2 separate regions of the Dromaius novaehollandiae genome follow, and region 2 is linked to region 1. Evidence: chromatin contacts called from public Hi-C data. All regions are on one chromosome and are shown on one strand. The core of a region is the stretch at or near the end of the contact, and the rest is flanking DNA. Distances in the headings are between cores, read along the strand shown.

Region 1 (6,009 bases), core at 2,629-5,128:
ATACAGGGATGGTACAAGAGCCATAACAAACACAATAACATGAGGAAGAGAACAAGACAAATGGATGAGCCATTGTACTGGCTTGCACACTAATGCCCTATGGCTAAAGAGCAGGATGACGTCCCTGAACACAAAGCAGGCATTAGATAAGGACATGTTTTGGGGAGTTGAAGGACATCACATTTTACATTCACTTGGGTGTTAAGTCAGCCTTTCTGAACTAGGAGACTTCCTTTCCACCTACTCTGTTTGGCACTGTCTTAGTGAATGAACTTACACCATCAGGTGCTGATAAAAGCAGAATGCAGGCTCCATTGTTACCCCAATTTTTTCAGTTCTTATCAAGAGACTCATACTATGTTACTGAAACCACATCTCATTCTAGGAGAATGATACTCTCAGACCATCCATTTAGGATAACAAGCTATGAAATTCAGAACTTTGATATAAAAAAGCAGAAGTGAGACAAATCATGCATGAGAGCATGAGTTAATGCCTCTCAGCACTGCTGAACACCATGAATACTAGGCACCATGTGGTTTCTCTGACTAGGCATGCCTGTTCATGAGATGTGTGCTTTTGTGCTGAAGCAACAGATTCACAGCAGTAATATATCATCATTTTTCTGCTGAGTTATCTCCTTTTCAGATACCTTATAGTTAATGGCTCTGTAAGACTTTGTTCAGTACTATCTAAAACATCTCTGGTGGAAGAACTTCTACTGTCTCTCTTTCTCTGAGGATGAGGGCTTTTCTACCACTCAAAGTGTTAGGTGCTAAGGTCCTCAGGGGAAGGGAGTATGCACAGCAGTCCCCCCACTCCCTTCTTCTGAAGGGTCATGCATCATTAAATAAATAATACAGCCTAATATACAGTCAATCACAGACTCAACTTTTGCCCTGAGCCTCTTGGAAAACTCTCTAAGCATCTTCTTGGCAGCAGGCAGAGTCTGTCCTGGCACTAACTTTGCCCCCCAAAAGCACACACTTAAACAGGTACCATGATGTGACAAGATCATTAACAGATAGGGAGTGGGGGGAAAGCATTAGCCTCATACAAGACTATAAATACAAGGCATGTAATGAGTGTTGGCAAAGTTTTTCATTTTCCTCCTCACTTGTACTGGGTGCAGGTGACCTACATTCTCCCCTTTGCATCTCACAGCTATGGCAGCTGACCATGCCACAGGGTTTGATCATCAGGGAAGTTTCCCAACAGGCTGTTTTCTTTTCCTTCACAAGGTTTCCTTACCTGGCTTAGAAATTTAACTGTGTTGCCAATTCTTATGATTTTATCACAACTGTCCCACTTTTTTTTTTTAATTAAAATCTCAGCTCCCAAAAGCAAGCAGTTATGCAGAAATCTCAGGTTTCATTAAAAAAAAAAAGTTTCCAGACCTCAGAAATGCTAAGAAAAAGCTTGAAAGGGAACATATGTTCTAAAGGTTAAAAATTTAGAATGAAACACAGGAAAACAACTTCTTTTTTTAAATGAGATCAAGACTGTTCACATTCTCAAGCACCTTTTTTGTACATTTATTTCACCTCCCTCCCCAAGTGAAAAGGAAGGGATGAAGCTTGAGCCAGTTTTGACTGTCTAAGATTAGTATTAGTATTCAGTATTAGTAATCTGATATATAAATCTGATTAGCTTGAAGAGGTCAAAAGTCTTACTTATTGAACTTTCATATGCAAGAAGGAAAGATTATTATAAAACTTGTTCATTGTTCTAATCCCCATCAGGAAAATTAATTGTTTTTGTTTTTCTGTTGTTTACACAGCATTAGGAGAGCATCAGACACTTTATAAACACTGAAGGCTGATCTAAATAACTGAAATACAAATATACAGCCTTTATATGAGGGATGGAATTCTTTAGTTATGTAATACAACCTGTCCCAGGCTGTATCTTTTGCTAAGCAGAATCACAAAGATACAAGCCAGAAGAAAAAGACAGATTCAGTTTAACAACAGCTTTGCTGTTTCTACCAGACAGAAAGTGTCTTTACTAGTAAAAATGCATAAATATCAATTCCATGCACGTGTTTTTGCTTTGCCACAACCATGTAAGCTCTCGACACAAATGCAGCACTATGATCACTTCATATGATGGACTCTGTTTCAAAGATTTTTTTGCTACCTCTGCAAGAGCACTAGGAACTTTCAAGTGCAAACACCTTTGTACAAAGCATGCTATAAACACCACCACAAAGACATGCCCTTCCACAGGGGATTTAAAGCTCACAGTCTAGAATTCAGCCAATATCCCAGGTGAGAAAGTGGACAAACAGCACTAGGTGGAGAGAAGTTAAGTTCACAGACTGGTCCATACATAGCAGAGTGGCTGCTAAGGAGTTTGGAATTTTATTTATGTATTTATTTAATAAGATCCGCTGAAGTGGCATATCTGAGAACTAATATCGGGCCTGAGCCCCTTCAGCTCTGCCACAATGCAGTTCATGATTTCAGTGCATAAAACCCAAATGAACAAACCAGGTCAAATCAGAATCAGGCTCTCAAAATGGAACTCAGTCTTAAGGGGAATTCTCAGCCATGAACTTCCTGAATGAGGTGCAATTAAAATCTCAGTGTTGTGTTCATTTGGGGGGGGGGGGGGGGGGAAATAGTTTCAATATTCCATTTCCTTGTTAAGCAGTCACATATTAACGCCAGACATTTAATGACAAATATTTGTGGAAAGCATGCAACATCCACATTCCAATAATCCTTCTTGCAACTGATTTTATGTTTCCCAATACATACCATTTTAAACAAAAAAGTTAAAGAAAAAGACAGCAAACACTATGCAGCTGAAGTCCAGACCACCATTTGCTCCAGCAGCCCAAATGGGATGACCCCAATTTGACAGCACTAAAGCCCCTGGAAACCCCCCCCCCCCCCCCCTTTTTTTTTTTTTTTTTTTTTTTTTTTTTTTTTTTTTTTTTTTTAAGTCTCACTTACACAAGACAGTCCTCAGTTGTTGTTAGGCAACACATGATGGACACTGGATGAGCTCCAGAAAGCCCTTGAACACCCCTGAACTCTACGCAACAGCAAAGGGACTTTTCTTATCGCTCTGAACCAAAAACTCATGCACGCAGCTCAAGATTTAGGTGAAATCTGCAGCTCTAAGCATTTTTTTTAATTAAACAAAAGCATATATCCCAAAGGAGATTCCTCCATATTCCTCCACATGGAATAATGACAGGTGACAACACTTCTCTCTTAATTAGACAGCCAGACTCCTCCTGGGCCCTCTGATTTCTGCTAAAACCAGATCCTTTTTCCATTGGCTGCTGTGCTCCAACTGTGTAGACCTAATTTGCTGTAGCAGAAAGCATGATTGGTCCAACACCATCATCCATCCCTCTGAGGGCAGCAGCCTTTGTGCAACACTTCAGGGCAGTTAGATCACTTTGAGAAAAGCGCTAAGAAATGTAAATCACACACTCTTGTTTTCTTCCCCTCTCCCAACACACTTTACAGTAGTATTTATATTTATCTCACGGCACATTCCTCACAAAAATAACCCTCAAACAAGATGAGCAAAGCTCATCTGTTATTTGACAAAGCTTTGGGAAGTGGTTCCTGGGGGAGAAGAAAGGGCCCCCGATTTACTGGCCAAATTACCTTGCCATCATATTCATATAGCTGGATGCCTTATGATGCAGTCACTGGAGTCAAGCCCATTTCAAGGTGAAAAAAGACACTTATCATCTAGCCAGAAACACATACACGATGTTTATTTAGCCTCCTCTAGCTACAGAGGAGCGCGCGACCCGACCCGCCCACCCGCTAACCTCCTCCTCTTCCTGCTCCTCTCCCTGGGGCACCGCCAAGGCCTGTAACGTCCCTCTCCTCCCGCCCCCCGTTTTCAAACCCCGAGGCTGTTGGGCTGACGCAGTTCCCCTCTCCTCCGCGAGGGGCCGGGCCGGGCCGCGCCCCGCTTCCCGCCGCAGCCCCGTCGCTGGGGCGGCGGCGACCCCTGCCGGCCGTCCTGGCGCCGCGGAGGCCCAAATACAGCCCGGTACGACGGGACCTACCTCACCCCCCCTTAAAAACACAAAACAAACAAACACCCACACAGACCCAAGCGGACAGCATCAGCAAGTCGTTACACTGAAGGTCCCACCATTCTGTCCTATGCAGTTCAAAACGAAATTCTTCTTCAGGAAATGGGGATTTCTGTTTAAATACGGCAGACGAGGGGCACAGACCACCATACTCGGACGCATCCCTACAGCAACACCATCACACTTTCCAGCCAGGGGCCTTGCCTGGACAAATCAAGCAGTACTAGGATGGTTGGCGTTTGAAGCTCCAGTACATCCATACAAAGCATTTCTGTTTATTACTCCACTTTGCCTTACGCTAGTGCAGTAACCATTCTTTCATCAAATTTCACATCCACTTCTCACAGGTGGTGTTAAATTTGCTTCACGCAGGAGCAGCAAAACCAAGGAATTGCCTTTTACTAATGCAAAACGCAACCCCAAGATGTTATATTTCTCCCTTTTGCTTTCAAAACAGAGTGTCCATGAGCAGGCTTGTGATGTAAAGACTAAAGGCAAGACCAAATAAGAAAGAGAAAAAACACACCCTGTTTTCACTCTCACCTGTTACCTCATAGCCCTCAGAGACAGGACCTCTGCTGAAAGAGCTGTTATCAGGAAGCTACAGCAATCAAATCCCTTAGCCAGAGAGACATACTGTCTTCTATAAAACAGGTATGTGCACAAAGGCAGCAAAAGGAGAACTTAATACTCACTCCCACCTTGTGCTGCTTCTGCAAGCAATGAAAATGAGATGCAAAGCAGCTGGGAAGCCCTCAGAAAATCACAGCTGCAGGTAACTTTCCCACATCACTGAGCTATAGAGGTGTGGCTCTGCAGAAGAGAGTGGTTTCAGCTATATTTCAGGGCAAGTCATTGACTTGAATTAGGGGATTGTTGCTGCATGGCAATTTTGTTCTTGTGCATTGGCCTGGATGGGCCCTTTTTTAGCAGGGGAACAAATCAAGACAACTTTTGGGATTGTTGAAACTAGCGTGTGGAGATACAACCTGCTTCCCCTCACTGCTCCTTGTGCTGGATCACTCCTGATGCAATATTAATGTGACTTAGCTTGTGCAAATAGAGAAATCAGCAGCTGGAACTTTTCTGTGGCAAGTGACTGGTGTGATGTGGCACCACACCCTGCCTTGCTGCTTCCAAATATATCTTCTAAAGTAAGAGACCTATCATTTCTTAAAGATGAACTAAACACTGTTCAAATTAGAGAGATAACAAGGAATGGTGATCTCAAAATAATAGACTGTAAATAAACAAGCATCATAATGGTCAATAAAAAGCTGCATACAACAGTTTTGTTTTTTGTCTAGCCAAATAATGGAGTCAGCTATGCCTGGTAAAGTACTTGATCTGTAACCTTTCAGTACTGACAGGTCGAATAGCCCCCTCAGTTTGAGAAGCTGCAGCCTGTCTGTGGGCAGCAGCATTGTGCTTTCTGTTCTAGACCTACCTGAGATGGAGCCATGTCCATCTCTCTTTCTATTTTTACTTCTTCTTTACATTGCTTCACAGCCATCCAGTTATGCGTACACATCTCTTTCTGCTTTCTGTCTCCTTTAGCGTACCCCTTTTCAATTCATCTGCTGCTCCTCCACAGGACCATCTTACGCACAGCTTCAGCTCCCCGTAAATGTTTCTCCTGGCCCTCAGACAAAACATGTTGCTTGCCCCTCTGCTTCCCTGTACAATCTCTGTTGTTTCATGTCCCTCAGCCTCCAGTTCTCAGCCTCTCCTACTTGCTCCGCAATACCTGCAGAATTGAAATACATGAGTTATCTAATTCTGACGTGAAAGGTATTCCAGAGTTTAAGTCATCAGATAATTAGCTTTTAGTCAGATGAGGGCAGTGTTGCAAAACATGTTGGCTCCAGCCGCCACACTTCACTGCTGTTCTTCCTCTCAGTGCAACAGTTTGTGGTCTGTGTTTGCATTCTGAAATG
Region 2 (6,009 bases), core at 1,027-3,526, 64 kb before region 1:
GCCAACTTCCCAGTGAAATAAGAGTTTAAATGGTAATATGTCATTAGTGGAGTAAAATATTTGGTGTGCTGTTTGGGACTAAGTACTGCACACCTCCAGAGGGTATGCTGTCCAAGGCTCTGCAAAGCGCTTCAATTTAAGCAGAGCTCCTGCTCTGCTTCAGTTTGAGAGCATGGAGGTCTCCCCACACCAATCCAGTTGCAGCTAAGGCCCAAATCAAAACAGGAAAAAAATTAGGATGATGATAGAAGGAAGGAAATGGAGAAGGAGGTGAGATAGAGGTATATCGTCAGGTTACACGGGTGGCCTAAGGGCTTGTCTCTACACACATTCATTTCTTATTCCTGATTTATTTACATACAGACATTTCAGAATAAAGAAGTGTTCAGCTGAATCCAGAATAGGTTAAGCAGGAACAATTCCATGTGGAATAAAGCCCTGGGAACAGACTTGATGTCCCAAGTCTTTTTAAAGTAATTAAAATAAATGCTTCTATAGATTTTTTCTAAATGGATCTTTGCAAAGACAAAAAAGAGAGACTACTGCTATCTTAGCTATAAAACACTTAGCATTGTCCTCTGTTGTTTAACTTGCCAGACTAAATGATCACACCCTAATGGCCTAGAAAGTAAACTTGAGTCTGATACTCATTTTTAAAATGAGCTTTATTAAGGCATGATACGTGTGCATGATAGGTCATGATGCAGATAGCAATACAGTCTCTTTACCATTATGTTACATACCAAAGGTTGCAGAGGACTTCTTTTCAAGTGCCGTATCTCAGTGACAGATTAAGGCTTCTTATCCCTTTATCCAAGTCCTATGGTAGCTGCTACTAGAACCATAAAAGGATTCAGACATTGAAATCTACAGCTGTGATGAGCGAAACTCCTAATCCCAAGGGCAACTGAAAACCATAGACACATCAGTTTTTGGCAGTATGGTTTTCCGGAGCCCCAAAACGTGGCTTCAGAGCATGCCCAGAAAGACTCTGGTCTTCACAACGCTGAGCGCTTGCCCTCTGTCTCCTAGAGCTGAGCAGGATGTGCAGATTAAGGGTTTCTCCGTCCTTTGCCAGAGGGATGCAGCTCAGCTGGGGTTCCCAGAGCTGGCCCTGTTTGAAGGAAAAGGAATGAATGTGGTTGTTGATGCTTCCCTCCCCTTTTATTTAATAGCTTGATTGTTACAGCTCACCCAGCATGTGGAGCACTTGCCTTCAGCTCCATTGCTTTTGCCTGAGGAGGACAGACATGTTGTGCTCCAAGGAGAGCACCGCAGTCACCAGCCTTTGGGGCTGCTCTGGCACCGGGATCCCTGCTCTGTTTACATGGAAAATGGGAAGAGGCTGTGTGAAGGGGGCCACTGGAGAGCTTCCCTGGGAGAGGGGAGAGCTGCCCTTGCTCTGTTATTTAATGTATATTGTGTAAAGCAAGGACTGGGCCCTAAAGCCTCCTCTGTCTCGGGGGAGATCCTACTTGCTGAGTAAAGTGTCTCTCTGGGACACTTTTCTGTGTTTTTACTGTACCTCCTGGAGCACCTGGGCGAAGGAGAATGTGTCCTGTGTGAAGTCCTCTAGGATGCTGTCCCTGGCTTGTCTGGGTCCACTCCCAGCGAGTCCTCATGTGACTGCAGAGCAGGAGGATCCAGAGGCCGTGTACAGACCCAGCTGGGTCTGAGTGCGCCCGGAGGAACTTGCTGCACCCCGCATTTTGGATTTTTCTTAGTAGCATTCAGTCTTTATGCAGCCAACACTCCTGCTTGCTGTTAATCAGAGTTTGCCTCCGCGAAACGCAAGGACGGATTTCGCAGAAGCATACATTCATGCTTAGATGGGCAGTTGGTCAATGTACAGTTGGCAGCGTGCCAAAGTACACAAACTGCACTGTTGCTGGATTTGGGCACATACACATACAAATACATAGTTCGGCTCTTAACCCATGCTGATTAAACACTATACAGTCTTAAATATACATATATATATATATAAAAATATATTTTATATATATATATGTATGTATGTATATTCCTGAGCTCAACCAAATCAAACCCTCACTTTAGTAAGAGCGATCCCCCAGCAGCGCACCTGCACCGCTACCCACAGCATTAGGCTGCGGAAGCCGCGAACCGCCCGCCGCGGGTGGCAGCGCGACAACAACCGCCGCCGCCGCCTCGCCGCGGCGCGGCCCGGGCGGTGGCCCAGGAAGTGTCGTCACGCCCCGCCCCGCCCCCGGGCGCGCCTGACTCACCTGGGCCGCGGTGGGGCGGCGGCGCTGTGCAGTGCTGCGCCGAGCCGAGCCGGGCTGTGCTGTGGCGGCCTGTGCCGTGCCGTGCGGCGGGGCGGCATGGCGCGGGAGAGCGGGTCCCCCTGGGCCGTGGGGCTGCTGAGAGCCTTCGAGGAGGGCGAGTTCGGCAGCTGGGAGAAGATCGGCTCGGGCGGCTTCGGGCAGGTGTACAAAGTGCGGCACCTCCACTGGAAGACGTGGCTCGCCATCAAGTGCTCGCCCAGCCTCCATGTGGACGAGAAGTAAGGGATGGGCCGGGCCGGGCCGGGGCTGTCAGCGGCGGCGTGGGCTTCGCCGCCCGGCGGCGGGGCCGGGCTCGGAGCAGCCTCGTGCGCGCGCAGGGGCGCTCGCAGAGTGGCGGCGTGCGGGGAGGATCCCGGCTGCCCCCGAGCTGTCCTGCAGCAGCGCTCACGGGTTGCCCTGCTGCACGTCTCAGGCTTGCGGTAACCAAAACATAGCGCTTTCACGTGCCCGAGTAGCCGGAGACGTGTGTGTTGGCGGGTTCAGTGCAGCGCGGTGAAACACGGAGCAAGTTAATATGACACGACTTGTCTGCCTCCGCTTTGGGGGGAGAACTAAAGAGCTCAGGGATTTTTTTGTTTTTTGTTTTCCTTTTTTTTGGCTCAGCTTACAGAAGGCATGCAAATGTGGGTAATTGCACCTGAGAGCAGTTCAAACACTTCTGAGGCCAAACTAGGTTACAGTACTGCTTGCCCTGCCGATGCAACTTTATTTTTAAGAAACAAAACAAGCGATGTAGCCCAGAGTCACAGATCTTAGGAGTACACTTGAAAAACAACAAGCCAACCCAGCCCCACGCAAATGAGGCAGGCGCACTGTAGCTGCAGCCTGTCTTGTAGCCCTGTTTACTGACAGCAACGCGTATGAAGTGTGACTAAACGCAACAAAGACAGCCCCGCAATTAAATATTCCCGAGGCAAACGTGCCCTTTGTCACACTGAAGTGAAGCCCAGACCCACACCTTTAGTTATATTGTGCATATTGGGGCTGGCCACCCTCAAGGATCAACTGTGTTGCTTAGCCACTGGAAGCGGGTTGGAAACAGCCACCGCTCCGCTGCAGCAGAGGTCTTGCCTGCTTCCTCAGAGCTGTTCGGGAAGCATTTCGCCCTGCCCTGGTTGTGCATGTATCGGCTTGTGCGAAAGCGTTGCGCCTGCTGCGGCTCCCGAGTCCATCGAAGGAGTGAAAATGCAGGATGGGATCTGGGGGTTCCTCAGGCCTGTGGTGTCCCACCGCAGCGAGCTCCCTGCCATGGGGAAAGCGAGCCCTTTACCTTGCATTTGCAGTCACCCTTTCATGCTGAGACTCCGGTGTGGTGGATGGGGGTGGTGAGCGGTGGGGCAAGTCCTGCGGCGATGGGGAGTGGTTGGTGCGCTCCGCAGCCCCGGGCTGTGCTGTCTTTCAGGACCAGGTGCTGAAAGGAGACTTGCCAGGAGAGATGTTTTCTGGCTTCAGTTCAGGGCCAGTGTTTCTCCCTGCCACCTGTGCTGAACATATCTTCACTGGGTAGTCTTGTGTGGAGCTGTATTTCATGCTGCTGGTAAAGATACTCCATGGTGAGAACCTCTTTCAGCTTGTCTCCCTCTGCAGCTAGCCATGGCGCACAGTGGAGACAGGACAGTCAGCTACGCTGTGCCGCGTGGTCTGCATGTGATGGGGCCTATTGGGGGGGGGTCTGCCCTTTCCTAGGAGAGGAAGGTCATCAGAGGCATCTTTAGAAGCATCTGTCTGTTTCAAAGGAGAGTAGCAACCTCCCTGCAGGTCAGCGTTTGTGTGGAGGGAAGTGAACGTGTCCAGGTCGTGTTCATGGAGCCCTTCCAGTTCCACCTGGATCTCTGTGGACTCTGCCAACTCTCAAGCCGATTCTGCAGTGCATTTTTGGAGTGGGATGTGGGATGGTTTGGTCACAAAAGGTTTCCCTTGTTGCAGTTCCTGCAAGAGGAGAAGATAAGTTGGTCCTAGGACTGAAAATGGTTATAAGTCTGACCTCTGCAAGTTTACTAGGGTAGGGGAACCTCTTGCCCATTACCTGAATTGCTGGCTTTGCTGTAGGCATGGTTGATGTAACAGAGCAGGTGAGATGAAATGTTTCCTCTTTAAAAGAGAGAAGGGAGAGTTTCATACATACACAGGGTGACTGGGCTGTCTGTGAACAAAATGGAAAAGATGTCAAATTTGTAGAGAGTGTTTTGGGTAACTTGCAAGCCCTCCTAACTTTCTTAAAGCTTCAAAGTAGATTTCAGATGACAGTTATTGAGACCTATCCAAAAATTACTGTAGTGAACTATTTTTTTCAGTTAAAATGAAAATGCCTCTTAAAAATAAGCCAGAACATTTACTACACTTTTCATTTGCAGAATATGTTTAGAAATGATATTTTTCCCCCCAAAGTAGACACTGTGCCTCAAAGCTGATATAAATCAAATTTATTTAACGTATAAATTCATATTGAAGACAAATATTATAAAATAGGTCCCGTTCACATACTTGATCCTCTGCTGCTTCTGTTTTTCTTGGAAGTTTGCAGAAAATGTACCCAAAAGTTAATTTTTAGAGTCTGAGGCAAACGGTGGGCAGAGAAGAACCTCAGGACGTTCAGTAAAGGGAAGTGCAGAGTCCTGCACTTAGGGAGAGATAACCCCATGCACCAGTAAACACTGTGGTAACAGGCTTGAAAGCAGCTCTGCAGAGAAGGACCTGGGAGTCCTGGTGGACAAGCTAAACATGGGCTAGCAACGTGCTCTTTTGGCCAAGAAGGCCAAAGGTATCCTGGGCTGCATTAGGAAGAACATTCTCAGCTGGTCAAGGGAGGTGATCCTTCCCCTCTACTCAGCCCTGGTGAGGCCACATCTGGGGTGCTGTGTCCAGTTCTGGGCTCCCCAATACAAGAGAAACATGGAGCTACTGGAGCGTGTCCAGAGAAGGGCCACTAAGATGATTAAGGGACTGCAGCATCTCTCCTGTGAGGAAAGGTTGAGAGAGCTGGGCCTGTTTAGCCTGGAGAAGAGAAGACTGAGGGGGGATCTTATCAACGTGCATAAATATCTGATGGGAGGGTGTAAAGAGATGGGGTGAGACTCTTTTCAGTGGTGCCTAGCGACAGGACGAGAGGCAGTGGGCACAAACTGAAACACAGAAAGCACCGTCTGAACATAAGGAAAAACTTTTTTACTGTGAGGGTGACTGAGCACTGGAACAGGTTCCCCGGAGAGCCTGTGGAGTCTCCATCCTTGGAGATATTCAAAAGCTGTTTGGACAGGGCCCTGGGCAGCATGCTCTAGGTGACCCTGCTTGAGTAGGGGCAGAGGTTGGACTAGATCTCTAAAGGTCTCTTCCAACCTCAACCGTTCTGTGATGCTGCCATGTGTTGTGACATGGACAATTAAGTTCAAGAGCTGCTATGAAATCTCTATATTAATATTCAACATGCAGTTGAGTACCACTTGTCTTTCAATGGTTACAAGGCATGCAGATATTAGAGGGATCCTATGAACATGAAGACGTTCAGTAAACAAAACTGGCTTGAGAGTTTTGGAACTCTGAGGACACGGGGCTCCTGCAGCTTGTCGCTAGTTTTGACAGTTCAGTCATTGAAATGTTTGTTTGCTGTTTTACTGCAGCTTTTTGGGTTTCAGATGCTTCAGGGTGTTATTTAAACACCATTGCTTATGTTAAAAGTTGGGTGTTGGGGGTCCTTGGCCTTTTG

The links. Hi-C and Micro-C count contacts between places; a contact is called where the count stands out from the background.
Region 2: a contact with region 1 is called in a Hi-C map of brain, with 5 times the contacts expected there. The contact joins the promoter of RIPK4 here to the enhancer-like site in region 1. A contact is called at or near these places in 3 of 4 Hi-C or Micro-C datasets (brain, liver and ovary).

What each region holds. Positions count from the first base shown.
Region 1 is chr1:121,292,335-121,298,343 of bDroNov1.hap1, reverse strand. No RefSeq gene overlaps it. Among named protein-coding and RNA genes, the nearest start is that of TMPRSS2, 27 kb to the right of the region's middle. Within about 2 kb of position 3,878, at least 2 of the 2 cell types and tissues checked have open chromatin away from gene starts, as enhancers often do.
Region 2 is chr1:121,354,451-121,360,459 of bDroNov1.hap1, reverse strand. RIPK4 (receptor interacting serine/threonine kinase 4) reads left to right here and starts at 2,276. Exons shown (of 8, transcript XM_026121568.2): 1 at 2,276-2,524. The coding sequence starts at 2,343. It overlaps LOC112996184 (a long non-coding RNA gene), which reads right to left and starts at 2,234. Exons shown (of 3, transcript XR_010392758.1): 1 at 1,526-2,234; 2 at 1,215-1,319; 3 at 648-1,114.